Regions from separate parts of the Mus musculus genome. Here region 1 is linked to region 2. Evidence: chromatin contacts called from public promoter capture Hi-C data. All regions are on one chromosome and are shown on one strand. Each heading gives the region's core, a stretch centred on a gene start, on an enhancer-like site or on the middle of the called end of the contact. The rest is flanking DNA. Distances are from core to core; before and after follow the strand shown. Region 1 holds the start of Cbln4 (cerebellin 4 precursor protein). Region 2 holds the start of 4930529I22Rik (RIKEN cDNA 4930529I22 gene).

Region 1 (5,898 bases), core at 2,097-4,596, 2.6 Mb before region 2:
ACACTTCATGCTGGGATTCGGTCTGCCTTGAGCTCCTGCTGGTCTTGCGCACACTGTCACGGCCACTGAGAGTTCATTTGTGGAACTGCCCCATTATATCTGGAGATATACCATTGCCCTTTAGTCACTCACCACCTCTGGCTCTAACAATCTTCTCAGCCATCTCTGATACCACATCTTTAACTGAAAAAAGAGAAAGAAAAGGAGGCAGATTCGGACAGCATCTGGAAAGCAACTTGGGCTTGGTTTTAATTCCTTTCTCCTGAAGCAGCTGGAGGTGAGGTAGGTGTTAGCGCTAGGGCTGAGGAGACTTATTCAGGAAACCTGCCCCAGGCAGAGGACTTTTCTAGTATCTCTTGGCAGGAGCCAAGTGTTGCATATTTGACATTTCCCAGTTGGCAGTTCCTTCTCCCCCAGCCTTTTGTGGTTTGAGTTAACAACAGTGGTTTCAGCAAGGATGCACCGTGACAAGAAGCAGGATAACAGGACAGCCTCAGGAAGTCCAAGGTCAGAGGGCTGCTGACCTCGCCTGACAGAAGTGAGGAACTGGAAAACTCCCCAGCCTCCAGGCTTGGCTTTAGTCACCAGCATGGAAGCCTCCTGCCATAACAATGAACTCTGCTGCAGCTTCGGCACACCTCCCACGTGACAGCGACAGCTGAGGAGTGTACTGACCTTGCGGCTGTAGCATACAGTGCTTCCCCACAGCTGTCTCAGCCTTGAGGTCCAAGCCCAGACAAAGACAGTCTGGGAGCCTCCTCTCAGCGGTCTGTCTAGGTCTGATACCCAATGGACTTCTGGTATTTAAGGGATTGCCAGTGCCACAGCCTTGAAGCTCTCTCAGTTCTGTCTTCCGTAGGGGAGAAAGGTATAACTGATTGGCTCACAATGTCATATAACTTTTCCTAGCAGGTGACTGCAGGAAATGCCCCATCCCACACCTACAGGTCACCTTGAATAGCAAGACTTCTTTTAACAAGGAACCAAGACTTTCACCCAGATGACTGAAGCTTTGGATTTGTGTTTCATGGAAGAAGTTTCGCTCCAATTAGCTTGTACTAGAGGACAAATGGCTGATACGATGCAGTCTATTTAGAAGTGTTCAGTCGCTGTTCATTTAGCCCCTGGGTCTGTAATGCAGTCCCCCTGCTGGATTTGAGGCCTACAAAAATACTCCGTCGGTGACAGAAGAAAGAAATGTATTTAGCTAAGAGCTTCTTTGGAAAATAAATCCTAAGAGAAGAAAAGAATACAGAGAGAATATATCGGGGCTTGTGAGGAGAATAAAGGTTATCTATTTAACAGCTCTGTCAATTGAGTTCTTTCTCAAACTTCTCCCAGTTGAAAAACAAACAAACAAAACCCCAAGGCTTAGCTTGGATTCTTCATCTTGGCCAGAGGAGGCACTCTTACCCTTACAAGAGAAAAAGTCGAACCAAATTTCTTCTAGTGTCTGGTCTCAAACCCAGCCCTGGAGCCAGGGAGATGGCTCAGCCAATAAAAGCTCTTGCTCTGCAAGCACGAGGGTCTAGCAAATTCCCAGAACTCACATGAAAAGCCAAGTGTGGATGCACGTGCTTATGACACCAGCACCAGAGAAGGGGGAGACAGGAGGCTTGCTGAGGCTGGCTGACGGAGAGCCAGCTCCAAGGTCAGTGAGAGACCCTGTCCCAAGGGAGTAAGGTGTAAAACAATAGGCAATAGAGCAGGACCACGTGCACATACACGAGTGGACACACACACAACATGCACACACACATGCCCACACATACACATATGCACACACATGCATGTACACACACAATGGAACATGCACAGACATTCACATGTACACACATGCACACATATATACACATACATGCACACACATACACACATGCACACACATGCATGCACACACACAATAGAACATGCATAGACATATACATGTACACATACACACATGCACACACATACACACATGCACACACATGCATGCACACACACACAATAGAACATCCATAGACATATACATGTACACATACACACATGCACACACATGCATGCACACACAATAGAACATGCATAGACATATACATGTACACATACATACACACATACATATGTGCATATACATTTACACACACATACACATACATTTGCACACACATGCACACATATGTATACACACCCACACCCACACACACCACGGAAGTGCCACAGGCACTGCAATGACTAGTGATCAGTGTTTGAATAAGGACATCAGAAAAGGTCAGATGAGAAACTATATGAAGTTTACGGTGGTGTCAAGGTGGCACTCTCCTAAAGGCCTGGCAAGCTTTTCTGTTTTTTTTTTAGAGCTTCGATGAAAGATATGCAACATTGTTACAAATAGCATAGCCCCAGAGCCCCAGCAACTCACAAGCTGCACTGACTACCTCCCTCAACTGTGTTTCCAGACAGCACATCTTTATATCACTATAAGAAGTTGGGGCTAAGGATCAACCCTAGGGGCATCTTGTATCTTAATACTTGGAATTTCAGCATGAGCTTGCGGCACACATTCCCTTGGAGAACCTTAGGAGATCAGACTAAAGATGTAGGTCTGTCTGGATTCTGCAGAGGAAGAGCTCGAACGCCATTCCAAGAACGCACAGGACCATCTGGGAAGCTTAATCTGACCCAAGGACATGACTCAACCTCTAAACAATTTGCAACCAGTACGTACTAATCAGGAGGTCTGAGTGGCTGGTGGCTTCCACAGGGACGTTGTTTTGATTAGAGAATAGCTGCACTGTTCTCCTGCAGCTGAAGTCAAGAGAAGTCAACAAGGAATTTGGGAGTGTCCTGACCCCAAAGAATACTGAACCAGAAAGCCGGGGCCCTTAGTTTGGGTAGTATTGGCCACTCATTAAGGTCTTGGTCAGGTTCATGCAGCCAACTCCAAAGCCAAGCTCTGCTTCCCCGCTTCCCTTCCGTGGCTTCCGAAAAGGAAAATAAGTTGCCAGTCAGAGGCCAAGATGGCAGTGGAGTGCACAGGGGAGGAACATCAAAGAGGGAGAGGGTGCAGTACTCTCGGGGTGTGCATTTTAATTGTTACATTTAAGGGATACTGTTCACTATGATTGTTCCTGCCCCTGATTGGGATGGCTGCACAGCGTGAGAAGGCGAGCCCCAGTGGGTTCCGAGGCTCATCCTCTTGAGCAGAAGAAAAAAAAACAGGCGCCTCCTCCACACCCGCCCCGCCCAGGGCACAGAACTGCCCCCGGGCTTTTCTGGGCTCTCCAGGCTCGAGGGTTACGTGGGACAAGCTCCTGACCAGGCGCAGTTGGGGGACACTGGCTGGTCCTCTTAGCGTCAGATAGCAAACCGCGCAGATTCGCCGAGGTCCTTCCATCTCCACATCTGAGCTGGCAGCGCCACGTTCGGTTCAGAGAGTCTTGCGCAGGGCAGGGTGAGGGGACCCACAACTCCCTCTGCGGGTCCAGGTGGAGCTGGCGGCGAGCAGCCGCGGACCCCTGGCAGGTGCAGGCAGGTGAGCATCATCCTCTGGGTACACAAAGTGCGATTTCGGGGGGATCAAGTGACCTCAGACCTTGGCAGCCGGCAGCGCCGTGCGTCCCGCTCTGTCCGGGTGCGTTCAACGTCACACAGGCGCTGCTCCGCTGGGGTCAACGGACGCCTTTTCTGCTTTCCGGGGATCCACGGGATGAGCGGGCGAGCCAAAGCCATCTGCAGGCAGCACTCCTATAAATAGCGCGCGGGTGCCCTCTCGGCGCTGTCCCTCCGGCTGCACTGCACGCTGAGACACAAAGTTGTGCGCAGGGACGCGGGAACCCAGGGCAGTAGGCGCCCTGCACCTTAGAACTGCTTTTGGCGACGGGCACTCAGCTGCCGCCTACCTGCGTCGGAGTGACACCGGGCTTTGGGGGAATTTTTGACCAAGCGCAAGTGGAAGTCGCTAGCATCCTAGCCATGGACATAACCTGGCATTCTTCTCATCCCCGGAAACACCTCCTGCCTCTGTAATTTGTTCCTGCGCCAACCAGAGTCCCTCGGACAGGACCGACACCCGCACCGCTCGGCACTAGCCACCTTTGCTAGCGTTTACTCGCGGAGTCCCCTCTGTGTCTTCAGCTCTGTGCTTCACCAGGAGTGCTTGGGTTCGGGGTGAGAATTTATTTTGTTCTTTTGAGGTGTGACTGAGAGGGTCTGGAGACTTTTTAGATGTCAAGGGACAAGTGTGGGTGCCGTGGCCCCAGGCAAAACTGATTTGGGGGTGGAGGAGTTAGGGTAGGAGTTCTGCATGAGCTCCTTAAAGGACAAAGGTAACAGAGCCAGCCAGCCAGTTCGAAGGGAGACTTCAGTCCTGAGAATTGGTGGAAGTGCGCGCGCCGCTGCTGCCGCCGCCGCCGCTGTTCCTGCAGCGCTGTCGATCTAGCCACTGGCGTCTTCCCGAGCTCCCGGATCCCGGGGTAGCAGGCGCCGCCTGGGAGCAGAAGCGCCAGGCTGCCGCTTGCGCACGCGGCTCACCATGGGCTCCGCGCGCCGGGCGCTGTCCGTGGTACCAGCCGTTCTGCTGATTCTAGTGCTGCCTGTCTGGGCACAGAATGACACGGAACCGATCGTTCTGGAGGGCAAGTGTCTGGTGGTGTGCGACTCGAACCCAGCTACAGACTCCAAGGGATCATCATCTTCCCCTCTGGGGATATCGGTCCGGGCAGCAAACTCCAAGGTGGCTTTTTCGGCGGTTCGGAGCACCAACCACGAGCCATCTGAGATGAGCAACAAGACTCGCATCATTTACTTTGATCAGGTCAGACTCCCGAGGGATGCAGAGCGCATATGGGGATGGGTGGTCTCTGGGTATCGGGGGCTGCATGCCCAGATTCAGCTAATATGAATAGGATGTGGCGAGATCGTTTTATCAACTGACGGTATCAGTTTGAAACTCAGAGCTGCCTCCCTTCCCCAGCAACCACAGCCTCCATTCAGTCCCGTAGTCTTTGGCACAGGCCTGCGCGGTGGGTGGCTTGGGAGCGCAGAGGAAAGCACCTGGAGATACGACAAGTTTAACAGCAACAGGTCATCAGGGGCTGAAGGGAATACTGTCCCTGGATGCTGAGATCTATTGGTAGAGAAGTTGGGCCTCTGGCTCAGACTTATCAGCAGGTGCCCTGGAGGCGTTTCTGAGGGGGCCCTATTAGACAGTCTGAATTGTTTGACTTGTGTTTCCAGGTGGAGGCTCATCTCTCCACAAGGCTCTGGGGTTCCACAAGGTGCAGGGACCCTTCCAAGTAGACACAGATGATTAGGGGTGTGGTTCTGGGGGGGGGGGGGTCAGAGACCATCTCCAGATCTCTAGCTAGGGTGACTCCGCAGGGTCCAGGGTAGCTGGATTAACACCACCCTGCCTGGTAGAGATCAAAAGCCTTTCTCACTATTGCTCCACTCAGAAAAGTTGCCCAGGCAGGAGGAAAAAGGATGGAGTAATTGCATAGAGCTTGGGCAGGTAAGCGCTGGGGGCTGGGTTTCCCTTTCTGGTTCCCCCAGGGCATTGTAATTTGCTGAGAAAGCACAGATTTTGAGGTAGCAGCCAGGGGATGGGGCTGAAACTGATGAAAGCTGCAGCTTCTGCCCAGCTGCTCAGGGCTCTGTAGACAGGAGTGACGAGCAATCCCTGGGATTCAGCTTAGCAAAGCCCTGACTCCTGCATTTTGGTTCCAATCCCAACAGTACCAGGAGTCTGTCTTATGCCAAAGTCACACAGTTCACAGTTGTATGCCGAGTCCCGCAGGCGGGTTAAGCGGGGCTTCGGGACATGCCAGGAAAGACTCGGGGTGACGTTCGTGCTCTTGACTTAATTCTAAGTAAGACACTCGCCAGCTGGCTAGAGACAGAGATGTCTCCCTAGAGGCT
Region 2 (5,822 bases), core at 1,585-4,084:
CCCAGACCCCAGCCCACTCAAAGGCTACAGTTGACCCTTGGGTGCCAGCTTTCTATTCTGTGCTTGGATGTGGTGCTAGCCGTGTACACAAGTACATTTCCCCCAAACTCACTGAACAACATGCCTCGGACTTTGTCTTCTACACAAGTCATGAAAACCCATGGAATAGCTAGGCTAACTTGCTGATCCTATAAATGTTGGCTAATGTGATTTTTGCCTTCATACAAATGGCCTGCTTATTTTTAATAATAAAAAAATTATCATTGTTGCACATAACCAAACAAATTCAAGCAATAGATGAATCTTAACATCTCCTTTCTGATTCACTCACAACCCCCATTACAATCTACCCACACACTCCACTCCCTTCCCACAAAGAAGAATTTTTCATTTACTACAGCAGTATTACAAGTCTGCAAACACTCCAGTGCAGAGGGAACAATCTCAGAGTTTCAGAGGCCTGGGGCAGCACTCAGATAAATAGACAGCATCTATACCCCGCCATGCCACTGGGTACAAGAGCCAGTCCTGCTTCCACAAGATGATAGCTAGTGCCTTTGATTAGCGAGTTTCTCATCTTCCTTGGGACATCAGTTCCTACCAGCAGTCAGTGTTGATGGGAGACGGATAGGTCCTCAAAAGCTTCAGTTAACCATTTGTAACATTTGCAGAGGGGTGCTCTAGTGAGGATTCCTCAATAGCTCTACGTTAGTTGCTTTGTATTCATGACTGTGACCAACACTCTGACATGAAGCATCTTAAAGGAGGGGAAGTGTGCAGTGCCTCGCAATCTGAGGGACTATAGCTTACCTTGGTGGTGAAGGAATCCCATACGGTCAGGAAGCAGAGAGCAGACAGACAGGAAACAGAGAGCAGATAGGAAGCAGAGAGCAGACAGATAGGAAACAGAGAGCAGACAGGAAGCAGAGAGCAGACAGACAGGAAATAGAGAGCAGACAGAGAGGAAGCAGAGAGCAGACAGACAGGAAACAGAGAGCAGACAGGAAGCAGAGAGCAGACAGGAAGTGGATCACATCTACAAATTCTCAAATTGCTCATAGACACATTTGTTTCCCTATGCACCCACAGTGAGGAACGCGCTAGGGAACCAGCCCTTCAGCTTCGGAGCAAGGTAGGAGTGAGAGGGGGCCTGAAGAGAGATGGGTGCGGCACAGAAAGTGCTCATGTTCCCAGCCCCAGTGCTGGTGGGAGTGGGAGGTGTACAGCATCTTCTTAAGGGGAGCTCAGAGGGAGGGTGGAGCTTCGCTTCCATACACCAAATTATTGAACCATGTCTTAAAAACCCATCAGAACCCCCAAGGTCTCCTTGCTTTGGTTATTATAGCATGTGTGTAGCACGACAGCCTGGGGAGGTCAGAGGATGGCCCTTTGGATCCCATTGCAGGGGTGGGCTCGAGTGCACAGGCTCCTGTGGCAAGACCTTTCGCCTGACGAGCCATCACATCAACCTGGAATCTTCAAGTTTCAAGTTGCAGTGGACCCAGCATCCTTAGCTTAGAGCATCCTAAGATTTAATTACCCACCTTTCTTTTCCCTCCTTTCTTCTCTCAACGGAAGAAGAAAGAAATCACTTGAACTAATGAAGCTAGTGTAATTTTATGGAAGATTCTTTTTAATGTTAGCTGTGTCTGGTGTTGCCATGTGCTCAGGAGTGGGGAAAAAGAATGAAGTTAGTGACCCCTGCCCCTCAGGAGCCTTTAACCCTGTGGGGCAGGTAAGATGGGCTCCCGCCCATCATCATTGCGTGATGGGTAATGCCTGGTCAGAGGTATGCTCTTTGGATTCCCTGACTCAATCACCACCATAATTGTGAGAAATAGATACTGTCTCCATTTACAGATGAGGCCACCAAAACTCATTAAGGGCCCTAGCGGACTAAGATGCAACCCCAGTCAGTGAGAAACAGGAGCGGGCATGGCTTGCATCAGAACCCAGTTCCAAGGACTCCAGAATCTTTTCCCAACTGAAACCTCTTTCTTCTGTCCCAAACAGGATTGGCAATATAAGAAACAACGGGCCAGAGAAAAGTGGAACTCCAGAACAGCATTCAAGATGGCTGGAACAGTGTAAGTTAAGAACGACTTTCATATCACCCCAAAATAGGAATCGTTTCTAAGTCTGAGAAGATAGGACAGGCTGTCATTTCATAAGGAAGTCTCGAATTATCTGGGATGGATTCCTGGAAATGTCAATAAAAAAATTAAATTCTCACAAGGGAACTTCATTCCAATTAAAAGAGCTTCAATTCATTTGCTGTCAAGCATTATCTTTTTACAGATACCCTGATCTGTTCAAATTGATCGGAACATGATGAATATTTCAAAAAAAAATCACTCTTCCTAAGAGAGGGTAGAGTGAACACTCAGGGGTAGAATTTCGGGTTCCTATGACAGCAGGCAACGAACACTACAAATTTGCCTGGTAAACAGAGTCAGGCACCGTGTCTCAAATATATCCTGATGTATATTTTATATTCCAGAGATTGTCAGGGCAGGAACAGGCAAGGAAGAAAGGCAAAATATTTCCAAAGGAGTGTCTGGTCTGGAGCTGTGAACCTGTCTCATGGCTGTCTTCTGTCCTTAGTAACCAAGAATGGAGTAGCTTTCCTGAGCTATAGGAAGGTTGGTAAAGGAGCCCAAAGCATGAGAAGTGCCCCGCACAGGGCAGGACCACTGGCAGGATCTTCCTGTGGCTGAGGGAATCTCTCTGAGCCTTCCCCAGAGAGAGGGATTCAGGAGAACAGGAGGAGGAGGGGCTTGCCATGGTTCCTGGTGGCCTCTGTTACTATGACAACCATCCCCTTTGTTTCCCTGAATCCAAAGCTGCTGCCTCATTTAGCGAATGGCATTCAGGTGAGACAGCTGTGTGAAGACATTAGGAGAATGAGGACCTGGGAAAAACAAAACTGCCTCTGTGCACGTGTGTGTGTGTGTGTGTGTGTGTGTGTGTGTGTGTGTGTGTGTGTGCATACACGAGTGCATGCATACACTCACAGTCACACATCTATACATGTATGCACACATACATGAACACATGTACACACGTGCATACACACATCTATACATGTGTGAACACATGCATGAACACACACACACACACACACACACACACACACACACACGCTGGCACCATGAAGCCCCTGGGATGTTTTCAGTCTTCTTGCTGCTGTCTTTAAGCAAGTCACAGCTGTGCCTGCTGTGACATAAATGTTTGGGGACTATAGCTTTCTCTGGCTGTCACTTGAGTAGTTGTATTTCACATGGTCTTTGGATTTCTGCAATGCATTTCTTTGCCTATGGAGAGTCTAACTCCACTACCCAGCATCTCTAACCATCTCTGCCTCCTGTTCTGTCCCCAAGTTTTCTCAGCATCCTGTTCACCTCTTCCAGGGCCATGACCACAATTCACAATATCTCCTTGTCTATTCTTGATCGGGTTTTGTAGACATCCCCACCAAGGTGCGAGGCTCCAGGAGAGCAGAGAGGCTGTGCTCTTGTGCAGTATTATCAAATGCAGTATCTGTATAATCGATGTATAAGGTGACGGCTTTGAAAACGTGACCTACGGGGTGGAGACACTGAGCTCTGGTCCTGTGCCTTAGAGTTGCCTAAATCAACAGCAAACAAGTATCACATTAAACTCAAAGATCACGAAGCTGCAGAACTAATGCAGCGGATAAAAGGGCTTCCTCACAAGCAATAGAACCCATGTTCAATTCCCAAAAGCCATGGAGATAAGCTGGGTCTAACCCAACACTGTAGAATCAGAGACCTCTGATCCCTGAGACTCACTGGTCAGTCAGTCTGTCCTACCCAGGGAGACCCAGGTCCCAGTGAGAAACTCTGTCTCATAAAATAGTGGTTAGCATGAAGAATAATACTGGAGGTGACATCTGGCTTTTTTCACACCACACACACGCACACACACACACACAGACAACATGGCCCAAGTGTCAGCTCTATGTTGCTCTCCATACTGTCTCTTTTCAGACTTCTACATCTCCTGCATGTAAGGACCAGGTAATCCAGCGAGCGGCTGGGACAGCATCAAGATGTCCTTCAAGGACTAGGGACTGTTGAGTGCTTGGAGAAAACTGACAGCAGGAAGCTTTTACCAGACTGAGAGATGGCAAAGGGAGGAGCTCTGTGTCTTTAATATTCTAAATGCAGAGTAGAAAATGTCTATCATGCATAGGGGCGGAGCAAAGATGGCGCAGGTGAGAGGAGGGGAACACCCAGAGGAACTGCCCAGCATCACCCCTTGTGTTCCCAGGCTTTTCAAGACCTCATGGTCTTATTTGCTTTTTATCTCCCAGTTGTCAATCAAGCAGGGGTGGGGGAAGACACCTACCTATCTCATACTGGAATATCATGGCAAAGGTATACTGAACATGAAAGAACAAGGCTATACACGTTGTGAACATATTTTAAACCACTTTGATGGGAATGGCTCTCTCTAAGATACCTAAGCAATGATCAGGCAAAATGTCTTTGCAAGAATATGTATTATTCTCTTATATATGCAAAAAGAGTACTGTCTTAGTCAGGGTTTCTATTCCTGCACAAACATCATGACCAAGAAGCAAGTTGGGAAGGAAAGGGTTTATTCGGCTTACACTTCCATACTGCTGTTCATCACCAAAGAAGTCAGGACTGGAACTCAAGCAGGTCAGGAAGCAAGAGCTGATTCAGAGGCCATGGAGGGATGTTCTTTACTGGCTTGCCTCACCTGGCTTGCTCAGCCTGCTCTTATAGAACCCAAGACTACCAGCCCAGAGATGGCACCACCCACAAGGGGCCTTTCCCCCTTGATCACTAATTGAGAAAATGCCTTACAGCTGGATCTCATGGAGGCATTTCCTCAACTGAAGCTCCTTTCTCTGTGATAACTCCAGCTGTGCCAAGTTGATACACTAGCCAGTACAATTACCAAACAGCCAGAGAAATAGGAACAAAACCCTAGATCTTAAAACTTTAACCAGAAGTTACACTATGATCTGCTAATTACCTGTGCCATTTTCTCCCCCACATTCTTGTCTCAGACTGATGGGAACTTCCCCCGTGTACATTTGCTCCAAGATCTCAATTGTCTTCATGCCTTGGAGGACATCTTGAGAGGCTCCCATTGCCTGCAGTATCTGGTCACTCTCGTGTCCTTTAACGTGACAGGAGAACGAATCCCCGCCCGTTGTTTCTGTGTCTTTTCCTATTGATGTGATAAAGTACTTTGGCAAAAGCAACTTTGTAGAGAAAGGATGTATTTTAGCTCACAGTTCGGGAGTCTTATCTGTCCTGGTGATGATGAACTCAAGGCAGTAAGAGCTTGAAGCATCTGGTCACAGAGTGTCCGCAACCAGGAAGCAAAGAGCAATGAACGCTTACATAGTGGTTCTTAGGTCACTCTCTCTACACTATGCAGTTGAGAAATTCCTTCCCAGGGAAGAGTCCTGACCACAGTTAAAAAGAGTTTTCCCAAATCAACGAATACATAGATAATCTGGAGTAGGCATGCTTAGAGCACTGTCTCCAAGGTGACTCCAGATTCTGTCATGTTGATAATTAATTCTGACCATCACACTCCTCTCTGAAAAGATCACCAGTGAAGCTCGTCGACACCAGGGGAAGAAGATACCATGTCTTCAGTGTCAGAGACATTCTAAACAGTCAGTCAGCAGTTCACGTCTCAAGCAATCACAGGGCCAGGGCGAACCTGTCATGCGAACCTCATTCAGAGTCACATTTCAGAGAGCGGAATGAAGACCCCCTACCTCAACTCTGCTAAGAGGTGACAGGAAAGAAAAG

The links. Promoter capture Hi-C pulls out the DNA fragments that hold promoters and counts their contacts.
Region 1: a contact with region 2 is called in a promoter capture Hi-C map of hippocampal neurons, with 5 times the contacts expected there. The contact joins the promoter of Cbln4 here to the promoter of 4930529I22Rik in region 2. A contact is called at or near these places in 2 of 39 promoter capture datasets (the 3T3-L1 cell line and hippocampal neurons).

What each region holds. Positions count from the first base shown.
Region 1 is chr2:172,040,914-172,046,811 of GRCm38.p6, reverse strand. Cbln4 (cerebellin 4 precursor protein) reads left to right here and starts at 3,346. Exons shown (of 3, transcript NM_175631.3): 1 at 3,346-4,795. The coding sequence starts at 4,514.
Region 2 is chr2:169,402,468-169,408,289 of GRCm38.p6, reverse strand. It overlaps 4930529I22Rik (RIKEN cDNA 4930529I22 gene), which reads left to right and starts at 2,834. Exons shown (of 3, transcript NR_166086.1): 1 at 2,834-2,873.